Regions from separate parts of the Ovis aries genome. Here region 2 is linked to region 1. Evidence: chromatin contacts called from public Hi-C data. All regions are on one chromosome and are shown on one strand. Each heading gives the region's core, a stretch centred on a gene start, on an enhancer-like site or on the middle of the called end of the contact. The rest is flanking DNA. Distances are from core to core; before and after follow the strand shown. Region 1 overlaps IL1R1 (interleukin 1 receptor type 1). Region 2 overlaps IL1R2 (interleukin 1 receptor type 2).

The links. A called contact is a pair of places that touch in the nucleus more often than the background predicts.
Region 2: a Hi-C map of liver shows a contact between it and region 1, with 3 times the contacts expected there. The contact joins two enhancer-like sites. A contact is called at or near these places in 3 of 16 Hi-C or Micro-C datasets (liver, skin fibroblasts and tail adipose tissue).

What each region holds. Positions count from the first base shown.
Region 1 is chr3:99,615,145-99,617,844 of ARS-UI_Ramb_v3.0, reverse strand. All of the region lies in intron 1 of IL1R1 (interleukin 1 receptor type 1), which reads left to right. Among named protein-coding and RNA genes, the nearest start is that of IL1R1, 25 kb to the left of the region's middle. Within about 2 kb of position 1,409, at least 19 of the 54 cell types and tissues checked have an H3K27ac peak or open chromatin away from gene starts, as enhancers often do. A contact at or near this core is called in liver, where this site is marked.
Region 2 is chr3:99,751,857-99,754,556 of ARS-UI_Ramb_v3.0, reverse strand. All of the region lies in intron 6 of IL1R2 (interleukin 1 receptor type 2), which reads left to right. Among named protein-coding and RNA genes, the nearest start is that of IL1R2, 25 kb to the left of the region's middle. Within about 2 kb of position 1,431, at least 9 of the 54 cell types and tissues checked have an H3K27ac peak or open chromatin away from gene starts, as enhancers often do. A contact at or near this core is called in liver, where this site is marked.

The DNA.
Region 1 (2,700 bases), core at 160-2,659:
TATGCCTTCCCTCTGGGACCTCCCTCCCAGTGCCCCCACCACCATCCCACCCCTCCAGGTCATCACAGAGCACCAAGCTAAGCTCCCTGTGCAGCACAGCAGCTTCCCACTAGCCATCTGCTTTACACGTGGTGGTGTGTGCTCGTCAGTGCTCCCCTCCCAGTTCATCCCCCAGCTGTGGCCATATGTCTGTCCTCTCCGTCTCCATTTCCGCCCTGCAGATAGGTTCATCTGAATCGTTTTTCTAGATTCCACGTATATGCACTGATATGTCATTGAGGTCTTTCCAGAAGCTAGTCTGATGTTATTAAAACAATAACCTGGCAATAGCAGAAAAAAAAATATTTTCTAAGTCTCAGCAGATTAAAGAATAGGCAACATAAGAGAAAGACAAATATCGCGCTTCCTTTGATCTGCTGAAAATCGGAAGATAAATTTCGTGCAGCCGGGGGGTTAATGTTTTAAATCACTGCGTCAGACTAACTTCTGGAAAGGAGACCCAGTGACACAGTTGCACAATGTGACTGTAACTTTCCCGAAGCGCCAGGCGTTGAGAGCTCCCTCTCGGCCTTGGCATGGACAGAATCTGGAACATCTTGGCAGAAGTTCCATGACGAGAGCAGACCCAGAAATCTTGGCCGTAAACCACTCTGATGGTCATAAACCATTCATAAGCCCCTGTGGGGGCTCCTGTGGGGGCTCCTGTGGGAACTCGGGACCCGAAGTGTAGTCCTGCGGTGGCTCAGTTGGGACACCCCTGCCCCCAGGTCTCCGGGTTTTCATTTCATTCACCTTCGCCTGCTTGGTTGGCCTTGTCTGCCTGCATCTCTGGAGGATTTAACGTGAAAACATTTTAGCATGGAGACTTGGATGTGTGTGTTGTGTGAGTGTGTATGTTATGTGTGGGTGGGGGAGAGGGGTTGTGTTTGCTGTGTGTATTTTTGTGTATGCTGTATGAGTGTGTGACTGTGTTGTGTGTGTATTGGAGGTTGTGACTATTTTGTATATGTTGTGTAAGTGTGTGTTTTTTGTGTGTGTGGTATGTTGCATGGCTGTTTTCTGTGTTTTGTGTGAGGGTGTATTGATTGAGTGTGTGTTGTGTTGTATCTTTTGTGTATGTTATACCTGTGTATATTGTGTGAGTATGTAGGTATTTGTTGCATGATGTTTGGTGTATGTGTTATGAGTGTGTGTGTGTGTGTGTGTGTGTGTGTGTAATTGCATGCTGTGTGACTGTGTGCTGTGTGACTGTTCTGTGTTGTGCCCGTGTGTATATTTTCTGTGGCGTGTGTGCACTTTGTGAGTGTTTCACATGTGCGTGTGAGCGTGCTGTGTGCATGCCCAGTGCCTGGCTCCGCTTGCCTGAGTGCCAGGTAAACAACTGTGAGCTGGAGGAAAAGCCCAGTTCCTGCCCTGTGGAGCCGGTGGTGCCAGTTCCCGGCTGAGCCAGCAGGCCGCCGAGGACAGGGCCTGCGTTGTGCTGACTCTTCTGCCCTCGGTGTCCTGCACAGGGAGGCGGCACTGGGGGAGACCAGCGCAGGGGCGCAGTGGGGGTGCGTGCTGTGTAACTGGGCGCGGCTCCGCTCTTGGGCCCAGACTCCTCGAGGCAGACACTTGTTTCCCAGCTTCACATCTCCCAGTCTGTGCAAGTCCCTTCCTTATCGCCTTTGCAGTTCACTGTCTGTCCACACCCTGCAGGATGTGGGCTCCACGGTGGGGGGGTTCTGATTTGTTCCCGGATCCATCCTAGATCCTAGCACACTGCCCGGCAGGGAGCGTGAGCCCCATAAATGTTTACTGAATGGGCACAGGTCAGGATCAGTTAGTTCCAGCATGTGCCTCCAAGGTCAAGGTTTTCAGTCTGGTGCTGGCGGCATTACTATATTTGCCACTGAGCCTATTTTTATTCTCAGTAACTCCTGGGAAATGGCCTTTCAGAGCATCCCCTCAGGCTTCCTCTGGTCCTCTCGGGGGGTGCGCGTCTGCAGGGGTGGTGGAGAGGGAACCCCCGCTCACACACCCCGCAGGGATGTCTCATTCTTCTGGGTCAGGTGGCAGCCTATCCTTGGGTCCTTGTGGTCTCCAGTGCCCTGTGTCTGCCGTGGTGTGACAGGTCTTATCAGCTGCAGGGCAAGAAGCCGCTGGGTGCCAACAGCCGTGGGCCTTCCTATTGCCCCCCATATATGAGGCCCCTGGACTCCAGCCTCCTGGTTCCAGAAATCCTTGGTGGCTTCTCCCACTCTGCTGGTGGTAGCTCCCTGGCTCTGTGACTGCCCACCCACCCCCCCCCCCACACCCAAGTGCCTGGCTAGAAGCCAGGTCTCACTCTGAGCCCACCTCTCTGGGGAACTTCTATCTCCCAGACCACCCCAGGGGAAGAGACCACAGGTTTCTATCCCCACTTCCAGACTTAACCGTCAGAGCTAAGCTCTTGCTTCCTCCTCTTCCGCTTTCTGCAGGCTCTTCCCGCAACCACTGGCCGTGTCCACCCCACCCTAGTCCAGTTCTGCTCACTCTCTGGTGTGTGAGTCCACTCTTCTTCCCTGATTTTTGAGAAGTAAAGACCAGTTTGAAGAGTTGCAAATAATTCCTTTTTGCCTCTTGACAAAGTCTGGAGTCTTTCCCACCACATTTGAAGATACATCTTGCAATAGATGATGTCATAGTTACTTGTCAGCATTTTTTTTTTTTTCTTTCCTA
Region 2 (2,700 bases), core at 182-2,681, 140 kb before region 1:
GCACCAGGCTTATAAGACGTGTATGACACTTGGAAGGATAAAAGCTGGGTGATTTTATGAACAGTGAATCCCTGGGTGGTGGACAGGGTTCTAAATCTGAAGTTAAAATGTACACCACTAGAGGGAGCCAAATAGTAGTTCACTTGGAAGGCCCCTCTGCAAGGTCCGTTTGGAAGGCTTGCACCTGGAGGGCCAGTCATCAGAGCCCAGTTGCCGTAACTTTGTGTCTAATTCTAGATGTGCATGCGTGCTCAGTTGGTGGGTCATGTCTGACTCTTTGTGACCCCATGAACTGTAGCCCACCAGGCTCCTCTGTCCATGAGATTTCCCAAGCAAGAATGCTGGAGTGGGTTGCCATTTCCTTCTCCTAATTCTAGGATACTAGGATTTTTTGGAGTTTTCAATGAGAAGTCTATACATTGGTACAGCTGGTGAAAAAAAATCTCTCCTTTTTGATCTTCCCCAAGCATGTCTAGCCTGAAGGCTCAGACGGTAAACAATCTTCCTGCAGTGCAGGAGACCCAGGTTCAATCCCTGGGTTGTGGAAATCCCCTGGATTTGGAAATGACAAGCCACTCCAGTATTCTTGCCTGGAGAATTCCATGGACAGAAGAGCCTGGTGGGCTACAGCCCAGGGTGTCGCAAAGAGTCGGGCACGGCTGAGAAAGCTGAGCGACTAACACACAAGTGTGTCTCGTGGCTCTTGAAACCAGGATTTAAAATAGCAAGGGCGCGCATTGGTTTATATGAGTTCTACCTGAAAATAATGTGTGAACAGTACCAATTAGCATTTCAGGTTTGGTCACTGTTTCTTCCATGCCTCCTACGTGCTGGGCATCAAGCTTGGTGCACGAGGCGCACAGGCGGTGAAGTCCTGGCCCCTGCTCTGGACAGTATGGTGCTTCTCTTAATTTTATACACTGAACAACTACACAATCGGGGTCTTTTCAGGGCTTCCCAGGTGGCACTAGTGGTAAAGAATCCGCCTGCCAGTGCAGGAGGTGCACGTGATAAGGGTTCGATCCCTGGGTCAGGAAGATCCCTTGGAGGAGGGACTGGCAACTTACTCCAGTACTCTTGCCTGGAGAATCCCATGGACAGAGGAGCCTGGCAGGCTACAGTCCATGGGGTGGCAAAGAGTTGGGCATGACTGAGCAAGTGAGCAGACACACACACACTCACACACGGACATTTCAGAGAGCTTTGAAACTATGTTCAGGCATATAATTAGTCTACAAAGGGAAAAGACTTTCTTCTCCCAGAGAATACAGAGATTCAGTCTTAGTACAGGGAAAATCGAGTCTTCCATGAACGGAAGTCTCTCTGTCTGGTGAGGATTCAATCACATCAGCCCCTTGCTCCCCTGCAGAGGGGATCCCCCAGAATCCTGACCCCCCTCCACCGTTGTCCTGTTCATGTGATACTGCACAGGAACACGAGGGGGCGCCAACCTACCTACTATCCTGTGTCCTGAGGACCACACTGTGTCTCAGCTGCTTTCAAGGGTGGTCCTCGGCCAGCTGCAGCATCACTTGGGTACTCATCAGACACGCAGACGCTCAGGCCTCCTCCCAGACATACTGAACAAGAAACAGTGAGCAGCCCATATTTAATAAGCTCCCAGGTGATCCTGACGTGCCCTGGACTTTCGACGCATGGATGTATCTCGTCCTTGGGGCATCTTTCTCCCCTCTCTGCCTCCCTGAAGCAGCCCTGTGACCTTGGAGGGAGGCGCAGGCTCATGATCTCGGTCACTGGAGAAGCCGGCTGCTCTCTGGGCTCACCTGGGATGCTGCCTAAAGCTTATCCCATTAGGGTTTCAGATGCTCTTTAGTGGAAGACATGAGGATGGAGCCGTGGTGGACGTGGGCAGCCCTTCATCCACCATTTGCTGGCCTTTCTGCCCCAGTTGAGATGCCCAGTTTCTTCAAGCTGCTGGGAGAACTGCCTCTTGGGGAGCTGGGCTCTGATTCCCCAGCAGAGTCAGTTTCCTCAATTGCAAGCCCAGGTGGCCAAGCTGGGTTGCCTTGTCTCTCTCAGTGTGGGGTTAGCAGGTTCCCCAGGTGGCCATTCCCAGTGGCACCCGCCTGCCAACGCAGGAGTCTCAGGCTTGATCCCAGGGTCGGGAACAGCCCCTGGAGGAGGGCACGGCAACCCACTCCAGTATTCTCGCCTGGAAAATCCCATGGACAGAGGAGCCTGGTGGGCTACAGTCCATAGAATCGCATAAAATCTGACACAGCTGAAGCGGCTTAGCATACACACGGGTGAGCATCACAAACAGGTGGTTCTGGATGTCCTGTGCCTTTTTTATTTTTCACAAGTGACTCCAGGACTCTGTGGCAGGTGCGGAGGGGGCTACTGTAGGGTGAGGAGCCTTTGAAGGAACGCCCGTCCCATGGACATTGAGAACATTCTTGTTAAGGGTTCATTCAGGAAGCCAGGGAGTGGAATGGTTAATTGTTATCACAGAGCATAGGACATCTGCGAGAGGAATGTGTGTTTAACTGCGGCTTCTTCCAGTAATCTCTCTTCTGGGAAAAGCGTTGGCCAAAGAGCCTCAATTTCGTGGCTAGCCAGTTTCCTTTGCCAGACAAAAGCAGAGTCTCACAATGTCTGGCTCTGCGGCAAAAGAGAATTTAGCTAATTAGCTAAACAATAGACCCTGACCCTGAGCTCGCACTGAAGCGCTTCCTCATT